Regions from separate parts of the Mus musculus genome. Here region 1 is linked to region 2. A link is a contact called in public Hi-C data. All regions are on one chromosome and are shown on one strand. Each heading gives the region's core, a stretch centred on a gene start, on an enhancer-like site or on the middle of the called end of the contact. The rest is flanking DNA. Distances are from core to core; before and after follow the strand shown.

What was found. A called contact is a pair of places that touch in the nucleus more often than the background predicts.
Region 1: a Hi-C map of group 2 innate lymphoid cells shows a contact between it and region 2, with 2.3 times the contacts expected there. The contact joins two enhancer-like sites. A contact is called at or near these places in 6 of 484 Hi-C or Micro-C datasets (the HPC-7 cell line, cerebral cortex, cortical neurons and 1 more).

What each region holds. Positions count from the first base shown.
Region 1 is chr10:99,077,389-99,084,443 of GRCm38.p6, reverse strand. It overlaps the pseudogene Gm51755. Among named protein-coding and RNA genes, the nearest start is that of Poc1b, 26 kb to the left of the region's middle. Within about 2 kb of position 2,738, at least 52 of the 459 cell types and tissues checked have an H3K27ac peak or open chromatin away from gene starts, as enhancers often do. A contact at or near this core is called in group 2 innate lymphoid cells, where this site is marked.
Region 2 is chr10:98,632,285-98,639,267 of GRCm38.p6, reverse strand. No RefSeq gene overlaps it. Among named protein-coding and RNA genes, the nearest start is that of Gm34297, 98 kb to the right of the region's middle. Within about 2 kb of position 2,362, at least 6 of the 459 cell types and tissues checked have an H3K27ac peak or open chromatin away from gene starts, as enhancers often do. A contact at or near this core is called in group 2 innate lymphoid cells, where this site is marked.

The DNA.
Region 1 (7,055 bases), core at 1,489-3,988, 440 kb before region 2:
GGTCCAATTCAGTTTCTGACTTTGAGACCAAAGTTCTAATTCAAGAGTGTCAGAGAGTCTCTCACTGGGTGTTCTAACGGATGGATTGATAGTGGGTACCTGACCCATATGCTAAAAGAGACTCTCGGATTGCAAGGATGGACTTAAAGAATGCTGCGACAAATGACATCAGCCATTGACTGTGGATGAATAGGGGAGGAATCTGGTGCCAGACCAGCATTCTTTTACTTAAAATAGTCCCTCCACTGCAATAGCAGGGCAGGACTACAAGGTCCTGATAATAGCTACGGATTAAGGTAGCAGTTCCAGTTTGTTCCAGTTTTAGCACTGATCGACTGCGTCCTAGAAAATCCCTTAACTTTGGTGCCCATGAGCCAATGTCATAAGATTTTTCTCACTGATAATGGAAAAAAAAAAAGAAGTCCAATCAATAATGATCATTGTTTTTGCCTTGGACGGTTTCAGGATGTGAACATGCGTTTTATTCTGGCCTGTTCAGACTTCTCCGTATTCCCACAGTAACTGACCTCTACCCTCCTCTCGGCAGCTTTACCTGCTGACCTATGAAGTATTGGAAAGGAGCCCTCAAAGTGCCTAGCTGAAGAGCATTCCACACAGGGACAACTTACACAGCTGTGGGCACTGTTAGCACAGAAGTGACACGTGCCGAGGTATCGCTTAGGCCTAAGTCCTGACCTCTGGGGTGCCATGCTAGCTGTAACACTGCCTGCCCCATGGCAAGGCAAAGATGACAGAAGAGGAGGGCATCAGAATACCCAGCCTTGCTCTCCTCTGCTCTCTGGCCCCGTGCCAGGGTCTCCTGGCAGAGAATGAGCAAAAGCAAGTGCAACAGCGGCCCTAGTGGAGGTCAGCGTCCCAGGCCACAGAGCTCGACAGGACAATGCAGAGAACATGGCTAAGAATAACGATTTCAGGCTAAGCTGTCGTTCCTCAGCCGCCATTCTGGTCCCTCTTTTAGCTCCAGAAACACAGGTCCTAAATACAAGGCAAATGGCTTCATCATCTCCCAACCCTGATGGGGATGGAGGCCAATCAGATTCGTTTTTGGAACCTGAACTGCACTATCAGTCGTTAGCAGGGCATAAGGCAGCAAGAGAGGGAAGGAAACAGCGAAAATAAAATAACCCACCAAAGGCCCACATCTGGGCAGGTCTAATCCAATAGTCATGGATTCCTGACCCTGGCCCTCCATCCCCAGGAATCTCCATTGGTTCTGCAGTTGCCTGTTCACTGTGTGTATTGGGCTCCCAGTATAATGAGTTTAAATAGTGCTGCTCTTATTTTGTAGCAACACTTCCCATTTCTCCTTAAGAAAAGGCAAACACATTGGCATACTCAGACACACCATCGTTTGCCCTTGATCAAGGGGATGAACAGCCTCGTGTTTGCTGGTGGAGACTCTCCACATTATACAAGGACTTCAGACCACAAGGTGAGTGTTCCAAGAAGGAAACAACGCTCTCCAAGTGAAATATTAAGGGTAATGGTGAGAGGAATTGCTCCCATCCATACTCATGTCTGGGTTTCCAGAGTCTATATTGGCTGTTGATCTGACCACTTCAGAAGACAGGCTGTCTTCATCAGGGTTTCTATTTCTGCACAAAACATCATGACCAAGAAGCAAGTTGGGGAGGAAAGGGTTTATTCAGCTTACACTTCCCACATTGCTGTTGATCACCAAAGGAAGTCAAGACTGGAACTCAAGCAGGTCAGGAAGCAGGAGCTTCAGACTGCTGTAACAAAATGCCACAAGCTACATGGCTTATGGGTGCAGAAACATACTTTTCACAGTTCAAGAAGGCAAGAGATTCTGAGCTTAATGAGATTCTATATTCCCTGGCTCACAGATAATACAGCTGGTCACCTTGAGTGTTGGGAGGCTCTCTGTTGTCATACCACTAATTCTGTGAGGGCAATGCCTCCCTGAACTAATCATATTCCGAGAGTTCCACCTCTAATGCCGCCATGCTGGTGATTAAGTTTCAGCCTAAGAGTCTTGAGTCTAGGGCTAAAGAGATGGCTCAGTGGTTAAGAGCATTGGCTGCTCTTCCAGAGGTCCTGAGTTCAATTCCCAGAAACCACTTGGTGGCTCACAACCACCTATAAGGGAATCTGATGACCTCTTCTGGCCTGTAGATATATATGCAGCAGAACACTCATACATTAAATAAATAAAATTTAAGAGAGAGAGAGAGAGAGAGAGAGAGAGAGAGAGAGAGAGAGAGAGAGAGAGTCAGAGTCTTGAGTCTACAACCGTTCAGAATATGGAAGCTGGGAGAGAGACTCACTGACAGCAAGTCAAGAGACCATCATAGCTGCCACCTTCTTTAGCCTTCTGTATACATGTCCTCTGGGAGACCAGTAGGAGCTTCAAACAGCCTTTTAGAAGGTTATCCCCTTGCTTTTAGATGATCTTGATAGCAATCTTCCAAGCCTTGGATAAACCGACCAACTCACTAGCCACGCTCTGTAAATGTCCCTATCTCAGGAAACCACAAATTATCTCCTATGTGACTAACCATAACCCTTGTTCATGATAAGGGTTCCTTCTGACTTTCAGGACCAACCCAGAAAGATAGCTTCTGAAATCCGGCAGTGCCCCCTTCTTCCTCATTAAGTGGTCATGGGAAATTCCCCATGACATCAGAGTCATAATTGGAGGGAAAGTTGGGAAGCGGCAAGAAGCCTGAGTCATCTGCTTATGCAAAGAAGTGCCGAAAATAGAGCGGGAGAGGTGAGGAGAGGCGGAGCAACAGCTCGCCCACACATGCGCAGTTCCTTACCCTTAAGTTAGTGTGAAATGATTCCTTAGCGAGCATGCAGTTCCTTACCCTTAAGTTAAAGTGAAATGATTTCTTAGCGAGCCTCCTTTTCACTGTGAGAAAAATCCTCATGAACACAAAAGCTTCAACTTTTTAAAAAAAGATGCTAACAAGGCAATGAGAGATTATCTTAGCATATCTTGACACATTTAAGATAAATATCTTACAGTCTTTATTAAATAAACCAGAAGTCGAGAAGTAGACATATCTAAGATCTGTGTCTAACTGATTTTTCCTAAGAAGTCTTTAATATTTGTGTGTGTGCTCGCGTGCTCATGATCGCTCACACGTTTTCTCCCTGAGAAGTCATAGGAGTGGCTTTATTTTGTGAAATTACAAGTTTTATGCTTACGATATGTATGATTTTGTATATAAGTATTCCATATGACCCAATGAAATGTATTCTCTGTATATGATGACCTTTCTTTAAATATTTCCATAAAACAGAAACTAGATGAGAAAATTTCATGGCATACTGCACAAGGTACTGCATTCTTGCAGCTGAATCACCCAGTCTACCAGAGCTATTTGCTGACTGCTTAGAACACAAGGACTTGCCTTAAATACCACCTACCTATACAGCAGGGAGAGTGAGATATAAAAGCAATAATCCATTCACTAACCAATTATTCACATGGCTAGAGGAGATGACTTGGTCATTAACAGCACTGTCTGCTCTTCCAAAGGTCCTGAGTTCAATTCCCAGCACTCACATGGTGGCTCATAGCTAACTGTCCTGGGATCTGATGCGCTCTTCAGGCATGCAGGAGCACACAGACACACACAAACACACACACAGATAAATAAATGGATCTTTAAAAAACCAAAAATGTATTCACTAAACACCTACGATATGTTAGACAACCATCTAGACAGTTGAGATTCCATGAGTGAGCAATAAGAGACAGAACCCCTCGTCATGTGGAGCTGATTCCTTGTGAAAGGAGACTGTCAATTAACAGCAACCAACAAGCACATTACAAAGTACATTAGAAGGGAATAATAGCTAGTCAGGAAAATAAAGCAGGTAAAAGAGATACAGGGGGCTCTGGGGAGACGGTTGTAGTTTTAAGATGTCTGGCAGCAGTCACCTAGAAAGTGGTCCTTAGGCAAAGCTCTGATAGAGAGGAAATGAACCGTGGCATGGCCGGAGAAGAACAAATGTGGAGGCAGGGGACCAAGGTTCAGGCAAATGGGTTAGTATGGTTAGGGTAAGTCAGCAAGGGGCGTGGAATCGATATGATGTCAGATGCCCAATAAAGGAGAAGACAATTGTAGGCTGTTGTAACAATTCAGTTTTTTATTTTCAGCTCATGTGTCTGAACACTTGATCTCCAGCTGATGGTACTATTTCAGAAGGCGATGGATCCTTTAGGGGGTGGAGCTTTGCTGCAGGAAGTGGGTCACTAGTGTGGGACACTGAGGTTGTATAGTACGGTATCACTTCCTGCCTTCTCTCTGCTTCCTGACTCGATGTGATCAGCTGCCTCCCGTTTCTGCTGCCATCCCTGCCATGCTGTGATGGAATGAATTTCTTCTTAAACTGCAAACCAGAATAAGTCCTCCTTCCTGTAAGTGGATTTGTGTCAGGTATTGACAAAAAGTAATGAGAAAAGCTGCTAATAAAGTCATCAAGGCAGGAATCTGAGAAAAGGAGTGGTATGAAATGATGTAACCATTGAAGTATACACTAGCCATTGAAGGATGCACTATCCATTGAAGAATGCACTTATCCATTGAAGGATATACATATCCATTGAAGGATACACATATCCATTGAAGGATACACATATCCATTGAAGGATACACTATCCATTGTAGGATGCACTATCCATTGAAGGATGCACTTATCCATTGAAGGATACACATATCCATTGAAGGATACACATATCCATTGTAGGATACACTATCCATTGAAGGATACACATATCCACTGAAGGATGCACTTATCCATTGTAGGATGTACTATCCATTGAAGGATGCACTTATCCATTGAAGGATGCTTGTGTCCATTGAAGGATACATGATCCAAGGAGGGAAAATTTTTAAACAGACCCCCAGAGGAGCAAGACAGTCTGGACAAGAGGCTGATTTTTATTATTTTTCAAGATTTAAAATTTTGATTTTATGTTTATGAATACTTTGCCTGCATGTATGTATGTGCCCATGGTGGCCAGAAAAGGGCATCAGATACCTTAGCACTGGAGTTACAGATGGTTATGATCCGTCTTGTGGGCGCTGAGAATTTCATCCACTTCCTTTGCAAAAGCAGCAAATACTCTTAACTAATGAGCCATCTCTCCAACCCCAAGGACGCTGTTTTAATAATCTGTATTAAAAAAGTGGTGACTTAGACCTGAATGGTGCGAGGGAATGTGCCAAGAATAGACTGAGGAAATTTAAGATTGAGCCAATGATATTTGTTGAAAGATTGTCTATTAGATATCACAGTGCAAGTTCTATTGCTGCGAAGAGACACCATGGCAACTCTTATAAAGGAAAGCATTTAATTGGGGCTGGTTTACAGTTCAGAGGTTTAGTCTATTATCATCATGGTAGGAAGCATGGTGGTGTGCAGGCAGACATGGTGCTGGAGAAGTTGCTCTGAGTTCTATATCAAGATCTGCAGGAAGGAGAGAGACAGAGAGGGGGGAGGGAGGGGAAGAGAAGGAGGGGAGGAGGAGATGGAGAGAGAGACTGAACCCGGCTTGGGCTTCTGAAACCTCAAAGCCATCCTCCAGTGACACACTTCCTCCAACAGGTTCATATCTACAGCAACAAGGCCACACCTCCTAACCGTGCCACTCCCTGGTGACCAATCATTCAAATCTATGAGGCCTTTGGGAGCCATTCCTGTTCAAACAACCACATGAGATTGGCAGAGAGAGGAACAGTACTTGATTTCTGATTCTAGCTCTAAACAGGTGAAGCTGTCATTGACTCAGGTGAGGGAGCCTAGAAACTGAGGATTGGATACATTGGGCTTGAGATGTCTGTCCTCTTTGTGAAGAAAACAAAGCGTCAATTAGGTTGGAAGTAATGAGCCTAGAGTTCAGAATCAGTACGTGGATGCAAGTGCAAACTTCTCATCAAGAGTTACAGAGACTATTTTTATTTGACTTAGAAGAAGCTTGATAAAGTAGAACAAAGAAGAGAGTATGAAGACAGGGGGAGAATCAAAGACTAAGATCTAGAGTACTTTAAGAACAGCACCCAACTGAGCATGGTGGCACCTGCTTTTAATTCCAGCCCCCTGGGGGCAGGTGAATCTCTGAGTTTACGACCAGCCTGGTCTACAGAGTTAGTGCCAGTTCAGCCAGGGCTACACAGAAGTCTTGAAAAAACATAACAAAACAAAACCAACCAACCACCACCAACAACAAGAAGAGCACCCAGTACTTCACAACGAAAGGTCAGCCAGTCCTGTGCTAGGGTATTCCAGACTGGCCACAAGAGCAGTTGGTTTAGCAGCATTCTCTGCTGTAATAATTTTCTCCTAGGAACATAAGTCCAAGGACATTTTTTCCAGGTTCCATGCCAGGGCACAATTATGAGTAATTGTACAGTACCTGTCCCTTCCTAATTATTGCAAATTGTTGAGTGAATTGTTTTCAAGGTTCTGGGGGCTGGCCAAATCTCTTATCGTTTGAGTTCTTATTAGAGGTTCCCAGGGCCTGAAATATACTTACTTTTCTCTCCTTTCTGGATGCTCAAGGACTACTGGGAGCTAGATGCTGCAAGGTAGCGTCTATTTGTGTTGGCACTGGAGCCCACAATCTACACACACAGAACATGCCCCTTCTCTCTCACCAACACCATCGGGATCAACTCGTTTTGTTATTTAGCAGTTACCTCTCTGCCTTCTAGGATCCTTCACTGTGGGTCTATTTTGAGTAGCCCACTGCCTCTTTTAGGGGACATGGTGTAATGTAGGCTGGTCTCAAAGTCACAATCCTCTTCTCTTGCCTTCCCAAGGGCTGGAATTAAATGGACGAGCCACCGTGCCGGATTCAATGTATTTTAGTAATGCCTCTACTTACAGCCCACCATGTCATCCTAAACGACGTCCCTCTCCTCCTTATCTATTTACTGTCTTCTGTATGTTCCTCACTGCTTCCTGTCACTGCATTATGTCTTTCTGTCTGGTTGGTTACTCTTTGACTCCTCTTTGAAATGAATTGAGGCAGGGAGTTCTCTTGTTCTTTCTCTATC
Region 2 (6,983 bases), core at 1,113-3,612:
GGAGGAGCTAGGGAAAGCACCCAAGGAGCTAAAGGGGTCTGCAACCCTATAGGTGGAACAACAATATTAACTAACCAGTACCCCCCAGAGCTCGTGTTTCTAGCTGCATATGTATCAGAAGATGGCCTAGTCGGTCATCATTGGGAAGAGAGGCCCCTTGGTCTTGCAAACTTTATATGCCTCAGAACGGGGGAATGCCAGGGCCAAGAAGTGGGAATGGGTGGGTAGGGGAGTGGGTGGGGGTGTCTGGGGTACTTTTGGGATAGCATTTGAAATGTAAATGAAGAAAATACCTAATTAAAAAAATAAATTAAAAAAAATAATTAACACTTGCAGTGCTTGCAGCCCTCCCTGCCCCCGTGCCTACCCATTTAACGAGCAGCAGCTGACGTCGGATATCCTTATCAGTTGTTTCTCTACCTTATGCTTTTATTGACCTTGGTGTTCCTTGGTTGGTGAGAAGGGCAGTCAGTGTCTGGCATCCCCTCTCTCCACCCTGTAGGCATTGGGATTATAGGTGCATGCTACTATGTTGGCTTTCTTTACGTGGCTGCTAGACATCTGAATTCAGGTCCTGATGCTCTTACAGCAAGCATTTTGCCCACTGAGCTGTCTCCTCATTCCTTTGAAAGAAAAGAATTTTTTTAAAGTGAGGAAAAAAAATCCAAACAAACCAAGCCAACAACAACAACAACAACAACAACAACAACAACAACAACAACAACAAACCAGAAAGAGGTTGGGAATGTAGTAATTGTTCCGAAGGAACAACACATGACATTCCTTAGAGTCAGATACAGGAAAAGAGTTGCCTTGTTGTCTCCAAGCTAACGGAGTGGCAAGTGTGGAACAGGTGCTGTGGTTGGGCTTTCCTTGGAGTCTGGATTTGAAAGCAAAACACATGTAAAGAGCCAAGAATGCCATCCCCCTATTGCAAATTAAGGTGCCCTCATCTGCGGAAATGCTTGTAAAGTTAATATTTCATAGAGGAGAGGAGAGATGGGAGGAGGGAGGGTCAAATCAGGAAAGCTGTGGGTGTCAGCTCAGGCAATTCTGCTTCTGCCTAGAAGATGTCATCTCTATTGAATGCTATGAGGCACTTGTTCACATAGAACATAGAAGGTTGAAATGCGAACACAATTAGCCTATAACCGCAGGGGGACAATATAAAGCACGGCCGTGTGGCTCGAATACCAAAAACTCCAATTTTCCTTAGTAACCTTCTTAGAACAACTCATGGAGTTTATTTTTGGAACGCCGAGAAAAGTAAGCGAGATGACGGAAGGAAAACGTAGATTAAAAGTCTAGGAAGAGATGGTGTGCAGTGCATTACACGGCCTGGGGACTCTGGAATCCTGCCCAAGGTCAGGAGTATGTTTATTTTGATGGTTACAAATAACAGAAAACATGACTCAAACTGCTAAGGCTCCCCCCACACCCCCCACTCATATGAGTGTTAAGTCAAAACTGTGAAGAGCAAAGGCTGTATCCAGCTACTCAGTCATAGCTGGTTCCTCTTGAATGATCCCCACACTCTGTCAGGTCCCAGTGTCCTTGAGAACATTCATGATAAAATCCGCATCTTTAGAAGGCTGCACCACAAGATGCATTCTTATTGATAACTGGTTTGCCCTGAGTTACCTTCTCCTGTGTTGCTCAAGTAGAATGGTCACAGGAGTACACTTTCCTGATTGGGTACCGTCATCTCAAAATTCAGCCTTTAAAACAAGGGAGGGGCCAATTCTTCTTAAAGTGCAGATTAACTGAGAGAGGAAGTCATCCTCAAACAAACAGGACATTTTTACAGGCAGAAAGAAAATGAGGGTGAGAACTCAAAATCCAAGCCTTTTGCACTGGGATGGGTGATATTTCTCGTTGCCTACGCTTCTTATATTAGGCACAAATAGAATGGAAGCTCTGATCTCTCATTCTCATCTAATACATTTTCCTGTGGGAGAACCAATACACTGATTGTCTAAAGGCAGGGAAGCAGTCTGAGAGGCACCTGGTATGACTTGGCAAGGCTCTGGGCCTCAAATGTGACGGGAGACTTTTAGCTTCCCAAGTCTGTGGTGTGAGATATCTTCTGGCTGGAAACATCCGGCCTTCCTCTGGGGTGAGTGGGCGAACCCAGCAAGAGATTGTCTGTTACAAGCATTTGAATATGTAAGATTTAAGAACTTTATGCCACTTTTTGGAGCTATGAATAACCTAATGGTTGGTAAAAGGAACCATAGGCTATTATTTCTTCCATAAATGATTGAGACAGGACCATAATTAATCAACAGTCATACAAATGCCAGAACCTGGTAAAGTGGTTTAAAGAGGAGGGAAGAAACCCTCCACACCAACCCACAGGTGACCTTCTAAAGAGAAAATGGGGTTTTATGCCATAAATAAACATAATAAGTATAATGAACAGGAAGTGGCTCATTGTTTAAAAAAAAGGATCATCTGATTATCTCCTGATTATATAAATGCCAGAGAGCAATTTTAAGTATTCTAAAGATAACTAGAATAATTTACAAATGCCTTCATGCAAAGGAGCAAGGAAGCAGTGTACACAGTACAAAACCACACTGACCTGGCCAGAGGACCCGCAGAAATTAGCGTGCAGGAAAGAGTACGTGTTCTCTTCTGTCATCGTGTCATTGATCAACGCCAAAAGCCAGAACTTGTAGTTACATTTTGAATTCTGAATACAGAATGATAAAGAACCTGTTTTATTTGGAAACACATGTGATTAAAACAAACAAACAAACAAACAAATCACATCGAAGTATTATGAGTCTTAGGTTCCCCTACCCTCAACTGGATACTCAGATATTTCTGGGATCAAGTTCAGGCCTAGGACCTAAGATCTTGAGACTTTACAAGCCAGTGATTGTGCCTAAGCCTTGACTTATGCTTCTGTAAAATGGGTATAAGTAGCCTATCCCTACTGGACTTGTGTGAATTAGGTCATAAAAGGGGCACAGGACATTGATCATAATTGGTACTCAATGCTGTTCTCTTGAGGAGGGACTGTTAATCCCTTTCTAGCCTCTGTGCCTAAAATTGCTGAGACCGTCAGGCTTCAGGCATCGATGTGATGGATTGCCTAGCTTCTCAGGACTCTCTCAGAGAATAAAACTGTCTGCAATCACAGGTATATTTGACCAGGTTTTATTCACCAGGATTTCGGGATACCCAACACCTAACCTGTCTCCTGCTGGGCACTCAGTGGTCATCTGTTTGCTTCACATGCTGTGATTGGTCCTCCGTGTAACTGGACAGCTGCTCTGGTCTACTATGTAGTGACGCCAGTGCTGCAATTCTGCACTCAGGCTGAGAAGAGGAAACTAACTGTCGTGGTCTGTGTGCTTTCCTTTCCACTGTCCAGTTTGAACAGGCCTGAGTCTCCCCCCATGTCTACTCCCCTTCACCAGTCTCACCCATTTACTTCCATTGTTGATCAACCCACTTTGTAATTCCTTCAGCATCGGATTCCAAATACAGCCGCGATATAACAGAGAGCAAGTGTCTTTCACTACTTCTGGAAAACCTTTCTGTGATGATGGGAAGGAGTTCCTGAATGTCAGCATCGCCCAAACGTTCAAAGCAGAGTGTTTTCCTAGCAAATGATAATACTGTACAATTCTGCATTTCCCTAGTTTTGCCAGTAAAATAAGGAGGCTTTCATTTCTGCGTACCAAAAAACGAGAAAGCACTGTTCGAGTCAGTTTTAGATCTTCTGTGCAATTACACACATCAGGGCCTGAGGGACAGAACAAACATTGACGTTTTTATTTTACAGTGGAGGAGGCTGTAGGTCAGAGAAGCTGGAAAAGTTGCTCAAGGTCACAGGACCCAAGAGCCCAACCTGGGATTCAGATAGAGTGTGACAATGTTCAGCCTGACCACCCCATCCACATCGTAAGCCTTTTGTTATTTTAACACACACACACACACACACACACACACACACACACACACACACACACACGACATCTTGAAGCTCAGGTCAAATGATGCACATTCTTTTATGCCAATATTTCACTGACTTGGTTAAAAGTATTTTTTTTTCTTCAGTGAGGAGATTTAACTGTTTTTTTGTTCTTTGTGTTTTGTTTTGTTTTGTTTTCCAAAGACAGGGTTTCTCTGTGTAGCTCTTGCTGTCCTAGAACTCACTCTGTAGACCAGGCTGGCCCCAAACTCAGAGATCTGCCTTCCTCTCCCTCCCAAGTGCTGGCATTAAAGGAGTGCGCCACCACCACCCAGCTTACTGGTATTTTAGAAGTAAAAAACACTGCTCTATACTTTAGTGAGAAACCAGACAGCCTGATTGTTAGTATCTCCAGCAAGTGGGTGGTATCGTCTTTCTAAGTCTTTGTAAAACAAAGGTGTTTTGAGGTTGATTTGAGGTAGTGCACAGATAGTACTCAGGCTAGGATCTCAAACTCGGTTATTTCTGGAGCCAGGATGCTGGTCTGAGCAGCGTGCAGCCGATGGAGGTATTTTTCAGTGCATGTGATCCTTGGGTTTCAATGCCAAGGAAAAAGGAAACATGTGGATGGAAGACAGGACCACTGATACTGATTCTCTAAGTTTTGAGGTTGGTGCCTAAATTTTCAAGCAGCTTCTGGATTGCAGATGTCTTTAAAACTGGATTTTTTTTGTTGTTGTTGCAGTTGTGAAACTACATATCATTAATGAAAAATGGAAACAAATGTCCGCATTTTATACCAACCCATGGGGACAACTAGATCTACCCATTTCTGGCTTTTCTTAATCTGCCAGCTTATCCACGGAATTGAACTATACAGTAGTCTACACGATGTAATAAAAGCGGTTTCATGCACCTGGGCTTTAAAGATTACAAATGCCGGTAGCTAGAACCTTCTTCTTCTTCTTTTTTTTTTTTTCTTCCACAAGAAACAGAAAAATGTACATATATAGTCCAATTAAAAGTTTCCAAAACTACTTTTGAACAATGATAAATAGGACAAACATTTTTATTTTATATAAGTCTATAGCAAGAAAGGAAAAAGGAAGCTAAAGTGCTCACATCTTTGCTTTGAAATTGTCTATCAGCCACACACATTCCCTTCTCTCTGTCACTCTGTAACACAGAATTGGAGGCAGAGTGAGAGATTAGGCAAACAACAAAGTATTCTTACCACAGAGGAGACTAGTTTTTCCCTATCTGTCTTATTATGGCTTAGCAAGTGATATGATCTCTTGTATATGATGTTAAGACTGCCTTGAGTGGACACATTTTCTGAACATATGAAGGTCACCTCTCTCCCTTGTCATCCTACCTTCTGGCTTGGGAGTTTTCTACTGAATAGGGTTTAAATGGACTCTTACGTTTGGTTTTGACACTATGAGTCATACCATGTGTATACCTCTAGCACAGTGCTCATCCCATTCCCTGTCAATAGTTGTTTCACGTGTGTGCCCCTGCAATTGGATGGTGAACTCTCCCAAAGCTGACACTACTCATGTCTTTCATCCATGCCAATAGCCCAAGCAGGGGTCTTATTTACTACCCTTCACTGGATGCACATTGGACGTACTCCCTGATCTCATTGTTACCCGTTTAGCTTTTTAGTCTCTGTTGTAGGCATTCATTCCTTCAGGTGTAGGATCAAAAGTCTGCTAGTTGAATAGGCTTGGTGGGGATGCTGTTCTCACCCTGTGATTTGGTTGGGTAGTTGCTACTGGGTGGGGTGACCACAGGATGTTTTTTTCTTCTTTTTGGACTGATCTCTGAGTCTCTCTCTCTCTCTCTCTCTCTCTCTCTCTCTCTCTCTCTCTCTCTCTCTCTCTCTGTCTCTCTCTCTCTCTCCTTCTCTTGTTAGACGTTTAATTGGGTTAGTGGCTCAAGATTCAGAGGGCTGAAAGTAGGATCTACTGTAGCCCTTAAGATGACAGTTGGCTCCTTGGTCCACAGTCTGTTGGTCAGACAAGGAGGTGAGCCCAGCTTGGGTTCAACAGTAGAAAACAGGAATCCAATGAAAAAGAGTGGAAGAAATTTGTTGGTGGCCATCTTTGAGAATCTCCTATATTCTGTGTTTGTCATTTCAGATCTAAAAGATCTGCCTAAAGCTTTAACCTCACTCTTTTATCCCATCCTAGGTTTTCTGCTATACCCTAAGTTACTGTAGAAGATTTTAGAAGCACTTTTTTGGTTTTTATTGTTATTATCATCATTATTATTAATGATTTAGTATAAGTACTTGCTGGGGTTATTGTGACTTTTCTCTAGAAATCTCTTCTAACAAGCTTTCTGGGTTAAGATTGTTTATGAAAAACAACTGTCTTTTGTGACTACCTTCTTACAAATATATCCCTAGGATTTTGAGAATAAGCAAATCCTGGCAAGTTATATAAAATAAAATATCATTTAAATCACCATTTAAGGAACGTTTTCCACAATAATAGATGAGAGGAGCCTCATTATTAATTACGTGTGTGTTATATCACCCGTATTTTATTCTGCCATTATATACAATGAAATTCTATTCCCTTAGTCAGTTGTGTTTTTCCTTTAAAGAAAAGCTGTTTGTAGTTTTTTACATTTTAAGTGAAATAGCTACATAAGATGAAAATAAAATCTAACATTTGCAAAATCTCCCAAATGCCCGCTCAAAGCTGTCTGTTCTCTTTTTTTTTAATAAGCTGGAGTTGATTTAAGGAGTAGAGGAAAATCCAGGATACATAAAATATTAGAGTTAGAGAGAAAGAGGCTTCTATTACAAATTGGCCCAGCATCTCTGTTCTCTAGGTGAATATTACTGGGAACTATGAATAGTAAGGATATACCATTGCTTAGACCAGCAGTTCTCAACCTCTGAGTTGCGTGATCCCATTGGGGTCAGCTACCAATCATTTACAGGGGTATCCTGAGAGGACCAGAAAATATAGGTATTTATTACAATTCATTGTAGCAAGCAAAACTACAGATATGAAGTAGCAACAAAAGTAATTTTCATGTTGGC